Linked DNA regions of Mus musculus: all the other regions are linked to region 2. The links are chromatin contacts, called in public Micro-C and promoter capture Hi-C maps. All regions are on one chromosome and are shown on one strand. The core of a region is the stretch at or near the end of the contact, and the rest is flanking DNA. Distances in the headings are between cores, read along the strand shown. Region 1 holds the start of Dvl2 (dishevelled segment polarity protein 2). Region 2 has its middle 2.3 kb from the start of Gm32946. Region 3 has its middle 15 kb from the start of Slc16a11.

The links. Promoter capture Hi-C pulls out the DNA fragments that hold promoters and counts their contacts. Hi-C and Micro-C count contacts between places; a contact is called where the count stands out from the background.
Region 1: a promoter capture Hi-C map of liver shows a contact between it and region 2, with 2.4 times the contacts expected there. The contact joins the promoter of Dvl2 here to the enhancer-like site in region 2. A contact is called at or near these places in 6 of 39 promoter capture datasets (the 3T3-L1 cell line, 3T3-L1-derived adipocytes, the HPC-7 cell line and 2 more), 2 of 484 Hi-C or Micro-C datasets (granulosa cells and liver), 5 of 115 datasets of contacts at active chromatin or transcription factors (embryonic stem cells, memory CD8 T cells, microglia and 1 more) and 2 of 9 other capture datasets (adipose tissue and pancreatic islet).
Region 3: a contact with region 2 is called in a Micro-C map of granulosa cells, with 6 times the contacts expected there. The contact joins two enhancer-like sites. A contact is called at or near these places in 10 of 39 promoter capture datasets (the C10 cell line, HPC-7-derived erythroid cells, the SN4741 cell line and 6 more), 3 of 15 datasets of contacts at CTCF or cohesin (the G1E-ER4 cell line, embryonic stem cells and large pre-B cells), 121 of 484 Hi-C or Micro-C datasets (the 63-12 cell line, the AML12 cell line, the AtT-20 cell line and 78 more), 17 of 115 datasets of contacts at active chromatin or transcription factors (CD8 T cells, the NIH/3T3 cell line, PVALB interneurons and 13 more) and 1 of 9 other capture datasets (embryonic tail).

The regions. Positions count from the first base shown.
Region 1 is chr11:69,999,121-70,002,906 of GRCm38.p6, forward strand. It overlaps Dvl2 (dishevelled segment polarity protein 2), which reads left to right and starts at 1,472. Exons shown (of 15, transcript NM_007888.4): 1 at 1,472-1,906. The coding sequence starts at 1,713. Phf23 (PHD finger protein 23) reads left to right here. Exons shown (of 5, transcript NM_030064.4): 4 at 1-12; 5 at 118-891. The coding sequence ends at 332.
Region 2 is chr11:70,073,468-70,077,240 of GRCm38.p6, forward strand. No RefSeq gene overlaps it. Among named protein-coding and RNA genes, the nearest start is that of Gm32946, 2.3 kb to the right of the region's middle. Within about 2 kb of position 1,389, at least 39 of the 459 cell types and tissues checked have an H3K27ac peak or open chromatin away from gene starts, as enhancers often do. A contact at or near this core is called in the HL-1 cell line, adipose tissue, bone marrow-derived macrophages and 4 more, where this site is marked.
Region 3 is chr11:70,196,538-70,200,337 of GRCm38.p6, forward strand. No RefSeq gene overlaps it. Among named protein-coding and RNA genes, the nearest start is that of Slc16a11, 15 kb to the right of the region's middle. Within about 2 kb of position 1,959, at least 54 of the 459 cell types and tissues checked have an H3K27ac peak or open chromatin away from gene starts, as enhancers often do. A contact at or near this core is called in the HL-1 cell line, bone marrow-derived macrophages, granulosa cells and 2 more, where this site is marked.

The DNA of each region.
Region 1 (3,786 bases), core at 222-2,721, 74 kb before region 2:
TGGTAGAATCAGGTGAGAAGTTGGGCTGCCCGGGGTGGGGAGCAGAGGTGATAGCTTTGGGGGCTCTTAGGAGTTGACGCCTTGAAGCAGAACACTAAAGAGATTTGTCTTTTCCAGGTGACGACTCCTGGGATCTGATCACGTGTTACTGCAGAAAGCCCTTTGCGGGGCGGCCCATGATTGAGTGCAGCCTCTGTGGGACGTGGATCCACCTCTCCTGTGCTAAGATTAAGAAGACCAACGTTCCCGACTTCTTTTATTGCCAGAAATGCAAGGAACTTCGGCCAGAGGCCCGGCGGTTAGGGGGTCTCCCCAAATCTGGAGAACCCTGACATCACTAAGGCTGGAACTTGTGACATTACTTGGGAACTGAGCCTCAGGGTCCCCAGCCTTCCCTTGGAGTGAGGAGGCTGTCCCCACTTGAGGGCCACAATTCCCAAGGGAGACGTATTTGGAAATGAGTGTCTTCTACTCTGTCCTTCCTGCTCCATGGACTTGAAGTTGACCCCATTACAGTTGGGTCGGGGAGGCTGGATCTGTAGACAGAATCTCTGTCCAGTCAACCCTGTACCCTTTTCACTTGCAGGTCCAGGGCTCAAACTGGGATGTAATGGGATAGTTGTCTATAAAACTGTAGTGTAAATACAGCACTCCCCTCATGTTTCTTCTCTCTCCCGTTTACTTTCTTTTACACCGGATGTATTTTTAATTTGGGGCTCCCCCATTTGAGCGAGGTTGCTCAGAGGTGGAGTACCAAAGCCTGTGGAGTGAGGAAGGAAAGAAAAAGGTGTCAATTAGCACTCGCCTCGTTTTTAATACTGTTGGCCGGCTGCTCAGACAGACGGCCTGCGTGTTGTAAATAAAGCAGAGTGGGCTCTTGTGTTTTACAGCCCTCCTTGTCCTATTTGGGGAGGGGATCTTTGGGAAACCTGGTGGAAGTCTTGGGTGGAGTTGGGGCTGAAGGCCACTTGTAAGTCCAGGGCTGTAATTCCACAATTTGGGAGGTGGAGATGGGAAGTTTAGGGGCCAAATCTGGCTTGGGCACTGTCTAATGCCCCTCAGACATCTCTGAAGACTATTTCGGCTTTCTCATCCCAAGTACAGTCTAGTAGGAGTACTGCCCTAAGGGTCCCAGGTTACAATTCTCACTCATCAGCCCATATCCCCGCCCCTCTTATAGTTGCTATTGAGGTGCCTTGAACCTCAGATGGGTAAGGCAAAGTGGGGGCCAGTTGCCAGCATTCCAAGAGTAGAAGCTTGCTAAGGTACTTGGGAGGGGGGGGGGCGGGTTGTACACGTTTGGGGGCGGAGTCGTCTAGGGCTGAAGACCGTTGCTCAAGGCAGTGGTCACGTGAGTGTCTAGGTGGAGCTTGTAGTAACGTGACTCAAGGAAGTCACGTGAAGCACAGTCGGCTGCGCAAAGTGGGCGGGCTTGGGTCACGTGGCATGGGGAGAGGTGGGCGGGGACCTCGGTGCTGCTCGCGACGTCCGTGGAGCTAGTGGCCCTCGACTGTGCGGTCTAGGTTTTGAGTCTCGCCACACAGCTCTTCCCGATCAGCCCGCTGGTCCCCGCCATCCTCCTTGGGCACGTCTTCCGCACTGGCCCTGCGCTGTTGGCGCTAGCGCGTCAGTTTGCGGGTGTGCGCAGGCGCGGCGGGGGCGCTTAGTCCTGTTGGGTGGGCGGCTGAGCCCGGGAGCGCGCGAGCGAGACCATGGCGGGCAGCAGCGCGGGGGGCGGTGGTGTAGGCGAGACGAAGGTGATTTACCATCTGGATGAAGAAGAGACTCCTTACCTGGTGAAGATCCCTGTCCCGGCGGAGCGCATCACGCTCGGCGATTTCAAGAGCGTTTTGCAGCGGCCCGCGGGCGCCAAGTACTTTTTCAAGTCCATGGATCAGGATTTTGGGTAAGCGCGAGGCCTAGACTGGGAAGGACGGTGGGTATGCTAGAGTGGATTGGGCGATATTGAGGGAGACCGGTCTACCTTGGACTGTTTCTGGCCTGTAGTGGAGCATAGCATATTGTACTGTGCTAAGGTAGAAAGCCCATCCCAAGACGGACAAGGTTATATTTGGACACATAGAAGAAAGGGCTGGATGGCGAGAAAATTAGGTTGGAGGAATGGGGAACACTGGTTTGTTTGGCCATTCTCTCTCCATGATTTTAGCCAAAAGGCAAAGAAGTGATGCTTGAGGTTATGCTAGGCTGTGCGGAGATTAGAGCCATCTATCTTTTGGTGAGCTGGGATGCTCGCTCTCAGACGTCTGCACGCGAGTTAGATAGAGATAGTCTGTAATTTTGTTTGCCTGTTTTGATTTGTTCTTTTGTTTGGAGGTAGGGCTTTATTCCTTGTATCCTAGGCTGGCTTCGAACCCATGGAGTTCCTGCCTTAGCCCCCAGAGCTGAAATAAACAGGTGTGAGCCAATATGCTGGGCATGCAGTGTTTTTATGTAGACCGGGCTATAGTGAGACAATTAGGCTATTCTGGCTTATTAATCAGGTTCCATAGTATTATTTTGGGATGGTAGAGTCTGTAATATTGCAGCGAGATCTATTGGGATATATTAGGCTGTTTTGAAGTAGACTTTCCTGGCAAAGCATGTACCATTCTGAACTTTTCTGAGTTCTTATTTCCTCTTAGGGCCAGAACCTCCTCTCCCCGCTACCCCGATACCCCCTGGGGGCTGAAGAGAGTTGGAGGATTTTTTTGCTTTTTTTTTTTTTTTAAAGATATTTTATGTGTTGGGCAGTGGTGGTGCACATCTTTAATCTGAGCACTTGGGAGACAGAGGCAGGCAGTTTTCTGAGTTCAAGGCTAGCCTGGTCTACAGAGCCAGTGCCAGGACAGCTAGGGCTGCACAGAGAAACCTTGTCATAAAACAAACAAAAGCTACTTTATGTGTTTGGGTGTTCTGCATGCATAGTGTGTACCACAAGCATGCAGTGCCCAATGAATCCAGTAGATGGCATGGGATCTCCTAGAACTGGAGTTAGCATCTGCCAGCCACTATGTGTGTGCTGGGACTTGAACTCCAGTCTTCTCCAGAGCCAGTCAGTCTGCTGCTGAGCCAAGAACTTCCTTCTGTTACTGAAGCTACCTAGAACACAATATAGAACAGGCTTGCCTTGAACTTGTAGCAGCCCTGCCTCTACACCTGCATCCATAGTGCTGGAACTAGATAACGTGTGGCAGTCAGGATGCCTGGCCCAGACCTGGGCTTTTTACAAGTTACAAGACAGGGACAAGTGGGAACAAATGGGGTAGTGGTACTGCTACATCATAGCAGAATGGGGTACTGTAATCAGTATGGTGCAAAGGGCTGCTTGTGTGGGGACGCTGGGGGCTATGGAGTTCTGGGGTGATTTGTGACATGCTGGGTGACCCTGTGCTGGACTGAGACTATAATTTAAGGCAGTTTCTTGTTGTTGTAGAGATTGGGACTGAGCCTTCTGTGTCCCCAAGCTCAGACTGTGTTAGGCTATGATGTCCTGAGTTGACAAGCAGGGATAGCAGGGTCCTGGGGACAGGAAGGTGACCTACCACCTGGGTTGGGGAGAGACTTCTTACCTGTGAAAGTCCCTGTGGTGGGAGCACATCCCCCTCGGCTCCCTGAACAGGCTGGACCCTTGTTAACAGTTGTTCGATGTGGAGAAGGTGATGCTGCCTAGGGAGTTGGTCTTGGGTTTATATCAAGGTTGTTCTTTTTGCATTATAATTTTGGGCAATTTATTTAGCTTTTGTGCTTTGATTTCTTCATCTGTGGCATGGTGATAATCATAGTGTA
Region 2 (3,773 bases), core at 139-2,638:
GAAGTTGTTGCTTGTCTAGAGAAGTGTGTTTAGTCATCAGCTCTGTACACGGGCCTATGAGGCAGGACAGCCTCAGACCAGCTTTTGTCAGAATAAGGACCTTTTGCCAGGTTACCTGCTGACTTCATCTAGGGAGGATATTAAATGTCAGTTTGGCTACACACACACACACACACACACACACACACACACACACACACACACACAAGCTTAATTTCCTGAAACCCAGCACCGCGTTTTATCTTTAAAAGCTAAGAACAAAAGCTATTGCTAGCAGGAGTTACAGGCAGGCTTGGTGGGTGAGATAGACCCCCACCTCCACCCTCTAGGGCGGATGGGATGCTGGAATCCGGTGGAAGCATGGATCACATTTAGCCAGACTCCCAGTCCAGGGACCACTGGGTTTACAGCAGGCTCCTGTAGCCTCCCAGACACCTCACTCCCACTCCCAATCCCCTTCGTGCCTGCCAGGCTGCGGCTGCAGACGAACTTTCACTACACTTTACTGGGCTTTGCAGGCAGGCAAGGAGCAGGATGAAAAGACTGAATGATTTTGGTGCTGGGATCCTTCCTCTCCATCCGCAGCAATGGACCCCATCTCCCCACAAAGGACAGGAGCGCAGTCTCAGCTGGTGGTTCTCAAATATGCTCTTTGGCCAATCAGAGCACCGCAAAGTCTGTTGCAGGCTGCGTCAAAAACATGCATGCCAGAAGCTTCATCTTCTACTAGGTTGAAGAGATGCTTGTAGCAGACTTGAGTGTTGAGGATCCACAGAGGCAGTTGGTTAAAGGAGCTGGCTGAGAAGATACACCTGGGGTGAGACGCTGAGAGAAACTACTGCAGGAGATTCTACTACCCACTCAGTGCGTGGCAGTGATGCCCGGGGAGTGGGATTTTGTTCTGCGTGGGAAGACCCCACCCCGGAGCAGAGCTCTGGGTAGGTGCTCTTGTTTACCTCCAACCCTGCAGTTCTCACTCAACGGCAAGAAAGGATGTGAACTGTTAGAGATAGGTAAGACCCAAGACGGCCGGCCTTTGGCCAGTGAACTTAGAACACAGTCGTCCTGGCTCTGGATCTGGTTCAGCATATCTGGATTGGAACCAGAAAACTGGTATCTTCTGAGGCCACGCCTCCTTGACCTCACCGCAAGCAGTTTTCCCTGGTCACTCTAAGAGTGACCACTATTGAAAGGAGCTGGGGGTGGGGTGTGTGTGTGTGTGTGTAAGTGGTCAACTTAGTCTTAGGAGTTTAATTATGGATTTTTAAAAAGAAGCTGTAAGAACTAACGGTCTAACATTTCACTTTAGTATTTAGGAAAGAGGCATAAATAGTATTGCGAAATGTTGCTTAAGGGCACCTGAAACTGGAGCTGTACCACACGGTGGCGCTGCTATCCTGAGTGTAGGCTGGGCCACTTCCTAATCTCCATGTGGCTAACAGTCTCCCCGCCGCTGGTATTCCTGACTTATTACTTACTAAGACCTATTTTCCATCTTGGCTGTCCCGGACCCAGACCTGCCGTGCTCCTGGGCCACGATCCCCAACTCTTACGTGATGGTTATGCTCTTTCTTCTGCACCTCTTAGGCCTTGTCTTTGCTCCTTTCCCAGAGTGATGGCTCTCTCCCTCCTCCCTCGGTCCCTTGCCTGGGAATTCTAAAGTCCTCCTTCTGTCTCCCTGCCCAGCCAGTGGCCACCGGCAACTTTATTTACCAATCAAAACCAATTGGGGGCAGGGTCCCTCACTATCTTATGTGCAGATTCCCATGTAATTTTGGGCACCCAATAAACACAATACAAGAGTTAGACCAAATCCACAACACTACCCAGCTGCAAACCTGTGACCCACAACAGTTGGCACATGGGTGAGATATATATAAAAATGCAATAAGTGGCATTTGCATGTTGGTGGAGTTGACATTCACTCGACAGAGGGCAACCATGCCTCGTACTGGAACTAGCTTCCCGGAACTAGCAAGGTCATAGAGCTGAGAAGAGAACGTATTACTACCACCATTGTTTTTATTTTTCAGAGACTACTTTTAATATGGGTTCTTAAACACTTTATCCTCCCTTCTAGGCTACCGCCCAGCAGAGGCAGTGGGAAAGAGAGGTTATTAGGATACGGGGAAGTCAACCTGTTTAGAAAATCAACAGTCCAGTTCACAGGTCAACATCGGCAGCTAGATACACTCGAAAACACTTCACAGATATACAGTCAGTCAGTTCAGGAGTGTTGGAATAGCAAACACAAATCAGCAGCTGTGGCATGACCTAGCAGATATAGCCAGGCCTCCGCTGACTCAGCATGAGTCAGCAGGGACACCAGGAGTTCTTTGCTGTGTCTCTCTCAACAAAGTGAAGATCTGTGAAGATACTACAAGCATTGCAAAGCTAGCTGTGCAAGCCCCCATCACTCTCCGTCGAGTCCTATTTATACTCTCTCCAAACATCATGTGTCCTCCATGGATCTTGCCTCATCACATGTCTTGCCTCAGCATGTGAGTCTGTCTTAACAAAACTCCACGTGAGTCTGGACCGGCTGACATCACTCTGCCAATCGACCCGAGTCCGGGGAAGTGGCAAGAAGCCGCCAGCACACCACCAGAGGTTTTTGGTGTGTTTCTCTCTATGGATTCATGGCAAGCAGAGCTCATCATTGCCATGTAAGGTGAACCAATACATGCCTGTCATTAGTGAAGCATCCTTCATCACGCATCCTTTCATGTGCAAAGGATGAAAAACATCCTTTCCCCTGTGTCTGCTTCAGAAAAACAGTCCTTCATGTGTTTGCCTCAGCAAAACAACAACCAACACAACTGACTTTCCAAAGAAACTGTAAGTTTCCACTTCATACCACTTTGCTAGACAAGCATAACTTCTTCCATCATTCTAAATCTTATCCTGTAGGTATCACACCTGTCAAAGGAGCCTCTCCTGGCAGCGAATGGAGACCACCACAGAAGACCACAACTGGACACAATGCAGAGACCAATAGATTGTAGGAGGCCCAGCCATGATGGAATATATCTACATCACAGCTCCTGCACCTATCTATGGCTTAGGGAACATTGTGGAAAAGGGGGCAAAGGGTTGTAAGATGCAGGATACAGAAAGTGAAACAGTCTTTTGTAGGCATGGCTGTGTAAACAAGGCCAGAGCAATGATGATATTGATGGATAGGTTAACATGGAAGGGGGAAGTTTTCATGGAGGCCCACCCCTAGACGACCTACAGGAAACTAATGACTGCTGGGAGAGAGACAATTGGCTTCTCTTAGGGATGAGCCTTTTATTGTTTGTCTAGTTCAGAGTGATCAACCTTGAGCCATATATACACCACCAAAACAAATGGACTCAGCAGGTTGTATTAAAATACATTTGTGCATACACATATACATATATGGCAATAATAAAGGAAAACAGGTTATACATTATCAACTTCAGAGGGGGGGAGGTGCATGGAAGGGCTAGAGGAAGGTGCTGGAGGCAGGAAAGAAAGTGATACGATTCTATTTCAGTTTAAAAAATACATTTAGCTGGGGCTGGAGAGATGGCTCACTGGTTAAGAGCACTGACTGCTCTGCCAACAGTTCTGAGTTCAAATCCCAGCAACCACATGGTGGCTCACAACCATCTATAATAAGATCTGATGCCCTCTTCTGGTGTGTCTGAAGATAGCTACAGTGTACTTACATATAATAAATAAATAAATAAATCTTAAAAAAAATACATTTAGCCCGGCTTGGTGGCGTATACCTTTAATCCCAGCAT
Region 3 (3,800 bases), core at 709-3,208, 120 kb after region 2:
TGGGGGGGTGTTCCTCATCTTCCTTTATAAACTATTTGCTTCTGGGCAACATCTGTCTTCTCTCTATCCAGAAGTCCCTCTATCCTTTGTCCCTCGGTGGCAAATATCCCGTCCTCCTCTCCTTTGCCCCTTTTCTCTCTCATCTATCTTCCGTCTCTGTCTCTTATTCCCGGCTCTTTGTCCCTCTGGGGCAAATAAATTTCCTTTGTACTGAGAACTTGGTTTTGATGTGTCCTGGGCCAATTTTGATCCTTTCAGAGGCCAACCTGGGATATGTGAGATCTTGTTTCCAGAGAAAACCAGACCTCCAAACGAAACAGAAGATAGAGTAGCCCAAGAAGGAGGTATGCTCAGACTGCACTGTTCCCTCTGGGGCCTGCAGTTTCTTCTGCTTGGGGCCTGAGAGACAAGTGCCCTGATTCCTCCCATAGCTATGGCTAAGGGGTCACACCCTTTCCTCCTAGGTTCACAGGTTAAATGGGCAGAAGCTTACTGAAGACTCACGGATCACAGAGCTCTCCTCCGCCCACCCATCTACCTACTCTATTTAAATACATCCTTAAACAGTGTTACTTCTTTGTAGGCATTTCTCCTACCACTCTATAAATGCTAAATCATTCAATCCCCAGTCCACTTGAGATGCCCTGACAAAATGCTGTAGACCAAATAATTTATAAATGATAGAAATGTATTGGTCATCGATCTGGAGGCTGGAAAGCCCACAGCGTGCGTCAGTGTCTCCTAAGACCCAACTCTCTGCTTCACAGATGGTTCTGTCTAGCAGAAGGGGGTCACAAGCTCTCAGACCTTTTACAAAGACCTTAACTTCATTCACTTAGTAGCCTCAGGAGATCCCCACCTCCTGATACGATTGTGATGGGGATTAGATCTCACGCATGGACTCTGGAGGGATATAAACATTCAGATCGTAGGACTTATCATCATCTTTCCCATGAATTAGGGAACTGTTACATAGTATCAAATACTATGGTCCCTAATTGGCTAAGGCAGAACTAGAAGGCAGCTGGCCTCCTTTCTGGATTCATATTCTAGCTACCATCCAACAGAACCTCTTGAATCTGTGTGCATTAGAGCACTCATGTTCCATGCTGAATATAACATGTTTACTGTTAATGAGTTTTCTATGGTACCCAGAGCCTCACACATATTAAACATATATTCTGCTGCCAAGCTATTCTCTGGACTTTTTTTTTCTTAATATTTATTTATTTACATGAGTACACTGTCACAGTCTTCAGGCACACCAGAAGAGGGCATCAGATCCCATTACAGATGGTTGTGAGCCACCATGTGGTTGCTGGGATGGGAACTCAGGACCTCTGGAAGTACATCAATGCTCTTAACCGCTGAGCTATATCTCCAGCCCTTCTCTCTGGACTTTTTACTTCTGTTTGTTTTGGGGTTTTGTGTGTTTGCGCTCTCTCTCTCTCTCTCTCTCTCTCTCTCTCTAGCCCTGGCTGGCCTGGAGTTCTGTATGCAGACCAGACTGTTATTCAATTACAATCTCCAGCGTGCTGAGATTAAAGGCTTGCACCATCACGCCTGGCTCTTTTTACCTTTTACTTCCGGACAAAGTCTTACTAACTTGCCCAGGCTAGCCTTTATCTCTATAGAACAGGCAAGTCTTAAATATTCAATTTCCATGCCTTGGGCTCTAAAGGAATTAGGCTAATTGGCCTAAACTTCCAGGCTCAGTGACTGTTATTTTTTTTTAAAGGACATGTATTTTAAAAATGTATTCATCTACAAAAAACTCACTGAGTCTATTATGCTCTGACACCCACCCAACATAGCTGTAGCCATTTTGTTCTGTGCCTGCCAGCTATTTCATATTGTTGCTGTAACATGCCTGCCAGTCATTGACACAGAGCAGTGGCTTGGCTCAGACACCCTGACCACACACCCTGTTTTGTTCTGTATGTTCTGAATGAGGGTTGCTAATCTTAAGAAATACCACAGAGTTTTACATGGGACCCATTAAGTCAAAGGTCACGATGAGTTGTTAGGTCTAAAATAGCCTGAGTCAGAGCTGACCACTGGGCAGCCCTTCCTGTGTTTGAGCTCAGTGTGGTTTTTGTGGCTGACACTGAAGAATGCGACTAATAAACCAAAACGTTATGACTATAATGCTCATGCTCTGTTATCTCAATGTTCTGAAACTCCCCTGTCCACCACCCATCCACCACCCCATCCGCTTAAAGGTTAGCTGATGATACTTTGCCTAGGAAGCCAACTGCTCCCACTCATTGCCCTTTAAATTTTGGAACCTAGTACCTGGTTTTTCCTATAAAATGCCTACCCTGAGAGCAGACTAGTACCGCAATTAGGCCTCTGAGTCCTTTTCAAGGCCCTGAACATTCGGAATTAAGGTATGCATTCGCTAAACTATTCTCAATTAGCTGAGATCGGTGTTTGTATGGTTTGACTGCAACTCCTGAACCTCAACGAGTTCACTGTTGATTGACTTCTTATCAATTATTATGGATCATAATGAAATGGACATGGGATGGAGTCTTTGGCTGTGAGAAAAGAAAATCAACCTTTGAGTTGTTTCAGGAATACAGACTCTAACAAAGGGGTTGACTGGCTAATGTCATGTTTTGTAGACGCCTATCTAAGCATTCGTTATTTTAGAATCTTGCTTCCCGTATTTTCGAGTCCGTAAAGGTGCTCACCTCTCAAGCATTTGCATAAACACTCGGGAAGGGTTAGGTTAAGCTTGTTTACCCAAGGACAACAAGGAAATAAACTCAAAGACCACGAGCCTCTTAAGAGCCACCAAGAAGCCAGGATAGGTAGTACATATGTGTAGGTTCCAGCTTCCCAGGACATTGAGGTGAGAGGATCTTTTCAGCCCAGAAGTCAAGGTCAGCTTGGGCAACACAGGGAAGCTTCCTTTCAATAAGAAGAAGGGATAGAAGACGAGAGGAAGAAAAGGAAGGAGGAAGGGAGGAGAAAGAGAGAGAGAAGAGGAGAGGAGAGAGCCAGGCAGGCCTTATATATTGTGGAGTTCAGTGTGGAGCCTTAGCTCAGTGCTTCGAGCACCCACTGGCCCCAGTCCTAAAACTTCTGCTCTAAAGCCTCAGGCACCAGCTTTTTATCTCCCAAATCCCGGATGCAGTGAGGTGGAAACTCATTCCCTAGAAATCAGGGTCTCCAGGGGCCGCAGCTGAGGGCATAACACTGCCTCCCAAACGTGTGGTGAATGAAGGGCAGTCTCCTCGCAAATGGCTCCCCGTCACGGATCAAGGAAAGGGGAACTCCTTTGAGAGTTTGAAATTCGGTTACAGAAAACTCGGGAAACCTATTTGAATGCACTAGAGAACAGCAATCCTCAGCGAGGGAGGCTGCCAGGGTTTTTGTTTGTTTGTTGTTTGTTTGTTTTTGCAAAACAGGGGCAGGAGAAAGCTTTCAGAGGAAATAATTTTGGGTTGGACAAGGTTTGTAAAGGAGATTTGTGGCAGATAAGAGGAACTCAGCTCAGAGCAAATGCACTGAAAGGGAAAAGATCTAAAAGAAGAGGGTATATGCCGGCCAGCCGGCCGCCAGGTCATGAAACCTTCAGACCGGCAACTTGTCCAGACTTCACCAGTCCTCACCGGACTTCACCCAGGCATCTGCCTTGATCTTGAAAGCAGGCCCTCAGATGCCTTGGTCCAGAAGAACACCTTGGTAGGAGTGTTGCACAAGGTATGCTTTTGCCTGGAGTGTCCTTATTTCACTCATTGCTGACCTCCTGGACACTCAGGTTTGGTAGCTCCCACAGGGTGTCTAGTGTA